Regions from separate parts of the Mus musculus genome. Here region 1 is linked to region 2. A link is a contact called in public Hi-C data. All regions are on one chromosome and are shown on one strand. The core of a region is the stretch at or near the end of the contact, and the rest is flanking DNA. Distances in the headings are between cores, read along the strand shown. Region 1 has its middle 540 kb from the start of Gm40666. Region 2 overlaps Gm26861 (a long non-coding RNA gene).

The links. Hi-C and Micro-C count contacts between places; a contact is called where the count stands out from the background.
Region 1: a contact with region 2 is called in a Hi-C map of cerebellum, with 2.8 times the contacts expected there. The contact joins two enhancer-like sites. A contact is called at or near these places in 2 of 484 Hi-C or Micro-C datasets (cerebellar granule neurons and cerebellum).

Annotation. Positions count from the first base shown.
Region 1 is chr13:11,214,242-11,219,814 of GRCm38.p6, forward strand. No RefSeq gene overlaps it. Among named protein-coding and RNA genes, the nearest start is that of Gm40666, 540 kb to the left of the region's middle. Within about 2 kb of position 2,595, at least 2 of the 459 cell types and tissues checked have an H3K27ac peak or open chromatin away from gene starts, as enhancers often do. A contact at or near this core is called in cerebellum, where this site is marked.
Region 2 is chr13:10,651,483-10,657,013 of GRCm38.p6, forward strand. Gm26861 (a long non-coding RNA gene) reads left to right here. Exons shown (of 7, transcript XR_001780860.2): 5 at 1,109-1,172; 6 at 3,399-3,509. Among named protein-coding and RNA genes, the nearest start is that of Gm40666, 20 kb to the right of the region's middle. Within about 2 kb of position 2,764, at least 41 of the 459 cell types and tissues checked have an H3K27ac peak or open chromatin away from gene starts, as enhancers often do. A contact at or near this core is called in cerebellum, where this site is marked.

The DNA.
Region 1 (5,573 bases), core at 1,345-3,844, 560 kb after region 2:
CGAGAAGTCCTAATAGCCAGCAACCACATGGTGGCTCACAACCATCTGTGATGGGATTCAATGCCCTCTTCTGATGCGTCTGAAGACAACTATAGTGAGCTCATAGAAATAATAAAATAAATTATATATATGTATATATATATGTGTGTGTGTATATATATAATGATGTGTCTGAAGACAACTATAGTGAACTCATAGAAATAATAAATTATATTATTACACACACACACGGAATGAAATTAAAGTCAGTGTTTCTGAAGAATGCTGAATGAGAGCCAAAGCCACAAGTAACACTTGTACAATGACCCATAACTCAGCCTGGCATGTATACTGCTCTGCCTCAGATGGTAGTAAGAGGTGTGTGTACTGAAAGTGTGTGGGTGGGTGGAGGGGTTTTCAGTGGATTCAAGGTAAGTCTCAAAGCTGAGCAAGGGGAATCATCATGGCTTGCTGATGGTTTGAACCCAGGAATGGGAACGGATCCCAGGTAAATTCAACTGGACCAGTCAACTTGGTGGACTATGGAGAAAACCATTAGCAGCTAGAATGGTAGAAAAGAAGCAGAATCTGCAGGGAAAGATTAGGAATTCTTCTCTGATAAGCTTGAGTCGTAGTCTGCATACTGAGCAGTGATGTAGATAAATCAGGCGTTAGCCATAGATACAGGACCACAAGTGTAGGAAGTATTCTTGGCTGGAGATCAAATGAGATATATTTACCTAAGAGTACCTAAAACTTCGATATTAGATATGCCATCCAGAAAGACAGTGTGGGCAGCAAATGGAAGCAGCTCAAACCCATGACAAAGCTGAAGCACCTCAGAAGGAAGCTCGACAGAAGAGCAGGCTCAATAAAGGAATGTAAGAAGGAACAAGTAGTAGTATCCAAAGAGGTAAAATATATGTATTTATAACCTAAAGACAGATATAAAATCACCATGTTTGTCATTATTTGAGATCATTAGTGACTTGTAAGGGATTTCTGGGTAGTGGTAAAATCCTACTGAGAGCTGACCAAATGATGTGTGTGTGTGTGTGTGTGTGTGCATATGCGTGCATTCTCAAGTATGTGTGGACTTGAGAACAAGAGTTCACGTTTATTTGGAGGTAAGAGGTGGACATTCGGTGACTTCTTCAAGTATTGCTACTGGCTCAACTGGCTGGTCAGCAAGCTCTAGGGATCCTGTTGACCCAGCACTGGGGTTATACACATAAATGTCACCATATCAGGCCTTTATGTGGATGCTGGAGATCAGACTCAGGGCTCCACATTTACATTCAAGAACTCACTGACAGCCATCATACTGGTCCCTGATACCCTCATTATAAATGTGAATGAATGAATGAATGTATAGTGAATCCTACATATTACCTCCAGGATCCTATTGTAGTTTGAATCTGTAATATCCTTCACGGACTTGTGTTTTGAATGTGACCTCCAAAAATTTTGAAGGCCATGGAGAATTTATAAGGTAGGGTCTTGAAAATGGATCTAGGTCACTGGGTTATAACCACCCCTAATCCTGGCCACAGTCTCTGCTTCCTGTCTACCATCATGTGACCAGCTACTGTCTGATGCTTCTGCTGCCACAGAGAGCTGTTCTAATTTGCCTTTGCTGCCATGATGGAGTGTAATACTCTGTACCCCAAAGTGAATAAATCTTTCTCTCCTTCCTTAAATTGTTTCCATTGGGTATTCGGTCACAGTTGTGGGAACGGAAAAGGATTCAAATCAAGAAAGCAACCCTGAACAGTTTGGCTTCATAGTTCCCAAGGCTCTCACCAGTCATTTCGACCTCTGCATGGCTTTCTAGTAAGACATTCGGTGCTGCTGATTTCATCATGCCTCTATTTTGGGGTCTCAAAGGCAAAGAGAGATGTAGGAGCATGTGACAGAGCACCTATTAAGAAACAATTTGAGGGAGGGAGTGTTTGTTTCAGCTCCAGCTGGAGGAGACAATCCATCACAGCTAAGCATGGCAGCAGGAACGGGAAGCAGCTACCACACTGCATATGCAGTCAGGAAGCAGAGAACAAACAGGAAATATTTGGGGACTAAAAACCCTCAAGATCTGCTCCCAGTGACCCAATTCCTCCAGAAGGTTCCATCCCTGAGGGTTCCACACTGTTCTCAAACAGTGCCACCCTCTGGGGACCTCCTGTTCAAGTACATAAGCCTGTGGGGGACATTATTTTTTCACATTCAAGAGACATTGTGGATGCCCTGACATTTCCTCAAAATAATTGTCATCATGATTTAAGAGAAAGAACCACAGAAGAATCTTAAATTACCATTGCCCTGCCCTGTTCTCCTAACAGGAAGAACTGCTCATTGTCTCCACCTGGTTTTCAAATAGAAAAGCTCTATTTAAATCCATGTGGGATCAGTCTTTAGTCAAAATATGGTTCAGTTTCCTACGCAATTGCAATCATCGTGTTACATTAAATCAATTAACTTTGTTATGTCAATTTTAAGGTAAGACGGCTTCAGGCAGAACAATTTCATTTCTTGGGAATTAAGCAAAGGAGAGGAAGGTGCCAGAGCAGCATCTGTGTCTTCTGTCAGGCACATTTTAATGATGTGAAAATTTGAAGGGTTTCTTGAGAGCAAAGCTTGCCAAAATCACCAGATGACACTATGGCCTTCATCACGGCCTGTGCCAATAGCTTACCAGGAGGAATAATTGCTCTGCCAAATGAGTGACATGGACTAGAAGGTGTGTTCCTTTTCTGTGTTAAGAATAAAAATACAGGCAAGCAACAGCATTTATCAGAAAATGTTACTTCTCTGGTAAAGAATGCACCCACAGAGCTGGGGAGACCACTGACTCTAAGGGGCTTGAGGGTGTAACACCTGGTGATCCCCTCTTTCTTTTTTCTCTTGGTTTAAAGGTGCCTCTGCACTCCTACATCAGTGGCTGAGTCTCTGTCTTTGTCTCTGTCTATAAGAAATAGTGGAATTGTTGATTGGCTAGAGTAAGAGTGGGCACCCCAGCCTCTTCTTTGTCATGTAACAGGTACAGAGGCCATTCTCATGTGAGAGAAAGTGTGCTGTATCTCACAAAAAAAGGTACTGCTGTGGACAAAATGTCATGAAAGAGGAATGAAAAAGAAACTCACTGCCTATTGCTAGGAGGAAACTGTCATAAAAATCACCAACCTTAGTTTCTCCTATTTTGTTTTCTACCATCCAACCAGTTTGTACTACTGCTGGAAGTCATCCCCAGTGAGAAGGCTTGCTTTTCAAATAAATGGTGAGGGCCATTTTTCTCTACAGAGAACCAGGACAGTCCAGGGATAACATGTTAGAAACACTCTGTTAAAATCATTAATTCACTTTAAGGATTAATTCAGTCTTTAGGGTGGAGTGTTGATTTTCCAGCTTTTAAAACTCCCACTTCTAAATACCATGAAAGTGGAGATCCAGTTTCCTACATGGGAAACTTTAGGGGTGCTTTCATACCACAGAAGACCCCTCACTTTGTTCCCAGTCCTTTCTATACAAATTATGCCTCCAGGATTCCTCAGTTCTAGTGAGACCTAGACACTCCAGGCTGCATGAAATGGTTCTCAAAATAAATTACAAGCATGTATCTGTCTCTGTGAGTGTGTGTTTCCTCTTAATCCTATGTCCCTAGGGAGCCCTAAAACTAATTTTAAAAATGGAAGGAAGTATATTCACATGTTCCAGGGATTATGATGTGCCCATTTTTGAGGGTCTATCATCCTATAGCAGGTCATAGGACAGAGTATACAAGAAGTGGCCTGTGCTTGCATCATTGTAATCAGTTCACGGTGTGACTGCTCCCTCTGAATTGAAGCATTGCATTCTGGAAGGAGAACAGAGAATTACCCACTGTTCAGGAAACTAATAACACTTAAGGGACAGGAAATTAATGAAATTTACAAGATTCATAAGGCTCCCTCTTGAGGTCACACCAGCAGTATACAACAGGTGATACAGGAGAGACTTTTCAGTGGACCTGCCTATAAATTGTTGGGAACATCAATCATACAGGTTCCCTGAGTCATCACCCAAGCTGTATTGGGCAGTGAAACCTGAATCACACATGTGCTGTAAATAAACACCAAATACTCCTGGGTTGACCAAGTTATCTATGGATGGAACTATTTCGTTGGCCAGCCATTTATTGGAGCTGAATAGATGTGTTCTTTCTCCTCAGAAAAAGCCATACAACACACTGAAACAGAATGAGAGTCAGGTGTGATTGTTTTCTATGCTCCTGTCTTAGAGTTTTACTGCTGTGAAGTGACACCATGACCAAGGCAACATTTAATTGGGCTGGCTTACAGGTTTAGTGGTTCAGTTCATTATCATCAAGGTGCGAACATGGCAACATCCAGGCAGGTATGATACAGGAGGAGCTGAGAGTTCTACATGCTCATTTGAAGGCTACTAGTAGAAGACTGACTTCCAGGCAGCTAGGATGAGGGTCTTAAAGCCCACACCCACAGTGACACACCTACTCCAACAAGGCCACACCTCCTACTAGTGCCACTCTCTGGCCAAAGCACATATAAGCCACCACAGTGTTCATTCTTCCTGTATATCCCACTTCACACCACAGAAAATCGCAGCCCATGGGAAGTCCCTGGGTTTCTCAAAATCCAGCATCTAGATACAGTGGGAGTAAAGAAACACAGACCTGAGTCTGGTGGCAGTTGCTCTCCTTCTTCCTGCCTGATGGACAGGACTGCAGCTGGCACGGATCCTCTTTGTGGTTGAGAAGAGCATAGTCAGTTATTTTGCTCTATAAAATGCTAGGTTACTGCAGGTGTGTTCATTATTTCCACAGCAAAAAATATAGTACTAACAAATAAGTGTCAAATCTCTTTCATGCCAATAGACAAAACTAAAGGCTGGGTACGAGAGAAAAGTGAGTGAAGGCTGGAGGAAAAGGTAAGCATCACTTTCTGCCCAGTAACTGTACCGAGGACCAATCCCAGCTCTGCCACACTAGGGTAGTAACTTCTGAAACCCAGCATCAAATTGGTTATTTTCAAATGCTTAGCTATTTGGAGAGCAAAGGAATTTACAGGAGAAAGAGCACAAGCCTCCACTCGGGATACGCTCTGCTGATCTGCGTTTCCATTTACAGAAATGAAAATTCTAAATTGGGCTCCAGCTGCATTTGGAATTTCATCTTCAAATTAAACGGCTCTGCTGCCTCATGGAATTGTAGTTAATATATGGTGATTTCTGGGGGTAAGCTTGACTCCCTGGCACACTGGAGTGGAGCTAATGAAGTAAAACGATTGTGGCGCACATTGAGTGGATTAGGCTGGGTAAGGCTGCCATGAGAGATGACGTCCTCCCTTTGGCTCTGTTAAGGCTGGAGAGTGTGACCATGATGCCTTGGAATGGCTATGGATAGGAAGTCCTTCAGGAGAGTGTTGGTTTGCTGCATTTTGGAAAATGCGAAAGAACTAAATGGTTTTAATGGAAAGTAGAGTCTAAGATGTCCTTGATTGGGTGTGTTCTGGGTTGGCTTGTGCTTCTTCCTATGTGAAGAGTTTGAGTGCAGGCAAGAAAACTTAGTGGGTAAGGGCATT
Region 2 (5,531 bases), core at 1,514-4,013:
CTGTGTATGTGTATATGCACATGTGCCTGTGCATGTGTGAAAGCCGGAGGGTAGATTTGTCTATTATTACTCAGATGCCATTCACTTTTTATTTCTTTATTTCCGTATTTACTTATTTGCTTATTTGTTTATTTGTTTATTTAATTTTTTTACAGATACAGTCCTCACCACCCTGGAACCCACAGATTTAACTTACCAGCGAGCCCCTGTATTCTCTTATTTCATCCCTGTGTTGGATTCACATTATAAACCTGACCCAAAGCAAAAAAAAAAAAAAAAAACAAAAAACAAAACAAAAATCCATGTCTTCTGGGGACCGAACTTATATCCCCATGCTTCTAAGGTTTGCTCTCTAACAACTTAGCTATCTCCCTGGACCCTATACCTATTTGTTTTGTCACTTACCCCTTCATACCCATCATTTACATCCTGACTTCACTCCACCTTCATTGGCTTCCTGAGTCCAATGGCAATGCATCAACTAATAAAATACGTTTTCAAATCATTGGTTTGGATTTAAAGGCAAAAGGAAATCTAGACAGAATGGTTTGACTAATTCATATGAGAGTACATTGATGTTGGTTGGCCTGTGTGGGATTTTTGGGGAGAGAGAGAGAGAGAGAGAAAGAGAGAGAGAGAGAGAGAGAGAGAGGGAGAGAGAGAGAGAGAGAGAGAGAGAGAGAGAGAGAGAGAGAGAGAGAGAGAGAGAGAGATTGAGATTGCTCACTTTCTAGCAAAAAAAAAAAAAAAAAAAAAAAAGAATGAGGGAGATTAAGCTAACGGGAAGAAGACTACCAAAGGAAGTAAAAATAAAAACAGTCTACTTCCTGATCTTTTCTCACAGATTCTTTAAATAAACATGGATCCTGAATTGACAACACAGGTTTTGCACTTTCCATATTTGTTACTCTTCCTATGATTTTGATTTGGTTAGATTAGTCCAGATAGTAGAAATGACCATAGTGCTATGAGGATAAGCTGAAATTTCCAAGGGGCCCTGAAATCCCACAATCTTTCTTCAGTAGATTTATTTTCACATCTTCCCATTAGCTAGTTATGAGTTCATGTGTCATCACACCAATACATTGCTCTGCCTTTCCTCTTTCAGTATATGTCCTACAGTGTTGAACAAAACACAAGAAGAAGATATTTGGGGCCATGAATAACTCAAGGTATTATTCCTCATATTTGTTTTTCATTTTACACAACACACTTTTTAATAATAATCATTTTCTTTTTTTTTTCTTCTGTCTCCTCTTGGACTTTTTAGCATCTGTCTGTCTATCTATCTATCTGTCTATCTATCTGTCTATCTATCTATCTATCTATCTATCTATCTATCTATCTATCTGTCTTTCATTGGTTATTTTATTTCTTTACATTTCAAATGTTATCTCCCTTGCCACTTTCCCCTCTGCAAACCCTCTATATCATGCCCCCTGCCCTGCTTCTATGAGGGTGGTCTCCCACCCACCCACCCACTCCCGCCTCACCTCCTTAGCATTCCTCTATGCTGGAACATTGAGCCTCCACAAGATCAAGAGCCTCCCTTCCCATTGGTGCCAGATAAGGCAATCCTCTGCTACACATGCGGCTGGAGCCATGAGTCCTTCCATGTGTAGTCTTTGGTTGGTGGTTTAGTCCCTGGGAGCTCTGGGGTGGTCTGGTTGGTTGATATTGTTGTTCTTCCTATGGGGTTGTAAACTCCTTCAGGTCCTTCAGTCCTTTTTCTAACTCCTCCATTGGGGACTCTTTGCTCAGTCCAAATGTGAGCATCCACGTTTGTATTAGTCAGGCTCTGGCAGAACCTTTCAGGGAACAGCTAAACCAGGCTCAATCTTTTTTATTTTTTTAACATAGAAAAAAAGGTTCCTGAGATTAATGTATGCTCAAGCTGAGAAACTAAGGAAGGGGTCCACGAACCCCAGGACTCTCAGAGCACATGCTGTCATGTGTAAGGTGGAAGGCGAGAAAAAAAGCTTGGATGTGCCTCACCACGGAGTCCCTGGAGCCAAGAGCTCTGGAGCCCCAGCAAAGTCCCCGACAATTTCATTAGCCAGTCTGTGTGCCTGCCCAGGAAGATGGGATGGCACTGTGCCATAGCATCTGCGCTCATTTTCCACTGAGTCACTCTGATCTCTCCTAATCTCACCCACCCTTCCCTGAGTCCCTCATTTCAAAATCTGTGGCATGCTAAGAGCACTCCTTGAGAGAAATAAATAGGGATCTGCAAACTAAAAATAATAGATAATATGGTATGCTAATTGTCAACCTACTCGAGCTCCATGGGCCATGCTCTACAGCTTTTAAATATATGTGTGTGTCTATATATAATTTTTCTTTTCCACCATCTGTTCATGTCCACTGAGAGCGTGTCCCCCGGGATGCTCTGCAAACCCTCCCCTGCCAGTTCTGACATTCTTTCTGAGCCTTTGGCTCCCTAAGCTCCTTTTTGTTGTTGTTCCTCTCCAATGCCCTGCTCCAGCTACGTTTCATGGACTAACATCTCCAACCTCCTCAGGATACAGCAGAGATGGCTAGGGTTTTTAGGATTTGCCATCAGCTTAATCTGATAGCTAAGCCAACAAGAGCTGGCTGTGTTGTTGAAAAGAGGATTATTGGGCAGAAAATAAAGCAAAGCATGAGAGAAGAGGTAAGAATAAAATCCCAAACAGAATGTTAAAGTCAGAGGTGAAATTGCATTAGCCATGGAAGGAGAAGGGAAACATGAGCTGGCTGGCGAACTGTTCTTCTGGAAAACTGCCCATGTCCTCATCCCACAGGCTCACAGGGGGGCCGCTTCTTCCTCCATCAGCCTCCTGGTGCTTATATCTATTATAACATTAATCACACTGACATGTTCTTGGAGTTGAAGGACTCTTTTAGCTCTCTCTCTCTCTCTCTCTCTCTCTCTCTCTCTCTCTCTCACACACACACACACACACACAAACACACACACACACACAAACACATAAACACACACAACTCATACCCTTGGAAGTATCCAAAGAAAATTTTCCCAGTTTGCCATTGATGTCCCAGGGAAAGTTGTATTCAAGGGAGTATACTACCTTTAAAAAAATATAGACATTGAAATAAATAATCATGGCAGGAAGCCATTTGAATATGTTTCTGCTGATTTCATAGAATAACCTCAACTGGGTAATTTAGGATAATCAGACTTTTAATAGCTCATGGTTATTGAGTTTGGGAGGTCCATGATCAGGGGACTAGTTTTTAGTGAGGTTATTCTTGTTATATAATACTATTGTAGAAGATGGAAGGAAAATATGAGGTGGAGAGACATGGAAAGAGGAAGGAATGGAGGGAATGAAGGAGGGAAGAAAGGGGAGAGAGTATTCACAGAATTCATTTCTTCATCTTCTCCACTCTTGCAGGACCCAGCCAGATCTCAACAGTGGCACCTGCCCAACCTGCCATTGTGCAAGTTTCTGCCACATACTTTGAGAAGACACCTTCAAAGCTTAACAGGAGACCCTTTCATCCTTGTATGTATAATAAGAAAATATATTATGGTATAGTGCTTCATCTCTGATTTGGGGTTTCACTGTGGATGCTAACTCAATAATCATGAATTTAAAATGCTGTCACAGAGAGTCCTGGCTGAAGGGAGGGTCACAGAGAGTCCTGGCTGAAGTTGGAGTTACAGAGAATCCTGGCTGAAGGGACAAAGCTCAGAGAATACATTTAACATCCCCTAGGTACCCAATATATCCATGAATTTGTATGTGACACAAAAACCTAGACAGGGATAGGCACATATTTTCTTTCTTGCCTCTTCAACAACAACCCTAAAGTAATTGGACCAAAGTGTGACCTTGCTTTGATTGCTTTCTCATTTGGGGTTCATATCTGAGCTCTCAAGCTTTCTAATTTACGTAATTGGAATGAACTTATGGGGCAAGTATTTTATGAAAGTACTCTGCGTAAGATCTTAAATTATTGGAAATAATTTACCTCATGAAAGATAATATTTCTAGTAATGTACAAAACCTAGAAAAATTCTAAAAATCACCAAAGAGATACAAAACAAAGTAAGACTACTCAAAAAGTGAGGGTGTCTACTTGCTGTTGAAGGTATTTTATCTGTATTAATGTCTGCCACATAGTAAAACACATGGCTATGTATGAAAGGTATGTTTCTTAACTATTGCCTTGTAGAAATTATCATTGTGTTGGAGGCATAAACACGTCTGTGCTAGTTAACTCACAGCGTGTGTCATGAGCTTAGGTGTGGTGTACTTGTGTTCTCTCATTGAGGGTCTTTCAAAAGGTTGTGGATGGTATTGACTACTAATACAGTTATAGGCGTCAATCTAAATGACTGAAAAGTGAAGGATCTGCTTTCCAGACACTCATGTTTATTGGTAGAATTTCATCTTTTCAATGAAAATTTTCATTTTTTGCACTGACAGTTTTCTTGAGTCCATTTCATTTTCTTGTCTCATAAACCTCCAAGAAAACCATTAGAGGTGCTAAAGGGGAAGACAGAAAGGGCCAAAATGGCAAGACAGAATCATAAATAATAGAGAAGTTGCACTCACTCAACTCCAAAATATTCTGGTTAGAAGCCAGTTGTGTAAAGAATGGTTTTACTTTATTTCATTAATATCAGGAGGGAACATCATAGAGACTATCTAACAAGGTCTGTGCTCAGACCCCCAGATAGTCTTCTGAGTGCACAAAAACACCCTGTTCCTTGAGAATACAAGATAATTTTACAATTTAATCTAAATCCAAGATCTTGCCTTCAAGGTAGGCTCAAGTGGGGATGAGTTCACTTGATGGAGGAAGTTAGCTGGGACACATCTCTGTATCTATAGACCTGGGACACGAGGGAAACAAGTGTTCTCTACCAAGCCAGTGTGCCACAGGATAATGACATTACAGTTTCCAGAATGTGGAGAAGGTTGGTGAGACAGCAACCATAATAATTTTGAAACTGAGCTAAGCAAATATTGAATGGTCCTTGATTCTGTTTCCAGGACAGGGCACGGCTTTGGTGGTCCTGGCTTTAGCCTCTAGGTGCTTTTGTTGACCTTATTTCTCCACAATATTCTCAGTTTGTGTTATGCAAGGAGAAACCTACCTGAGAACTAGATCTTGTGTACTCCTGTTCTGACTAGTTTTTCTTTCAACCTATTTTACCAATACTTTAGTGCTGTAATTTCCTTGCAGATTTGAAAAGACTTACTCCATGGATCTGGAGAAGCCTTTCTACTTTGGGTTCTGCTGACAAGGTTTAGGGACTATGCCATACAGCTCTCACCATGACTTGTGCTTCACTGAAGGGTTCCTTCAGCATACCCTGAGTTGCTTGAAATGATGGGATTTGCAGCAGAATATTCAAATGCCTTATCTGCCTGAGCTTTTTCAGAAATTTGTGTACGTCTATCTACACTCACTCTGTTATCACTAACGAAGGCCCTATAACCCATTTTTTTTTCCTGGTCACTCCTAGAAAGTACTTTTAAATTTTTTCTTTGCCTAAACAAAGAGGCTTAGTTAGC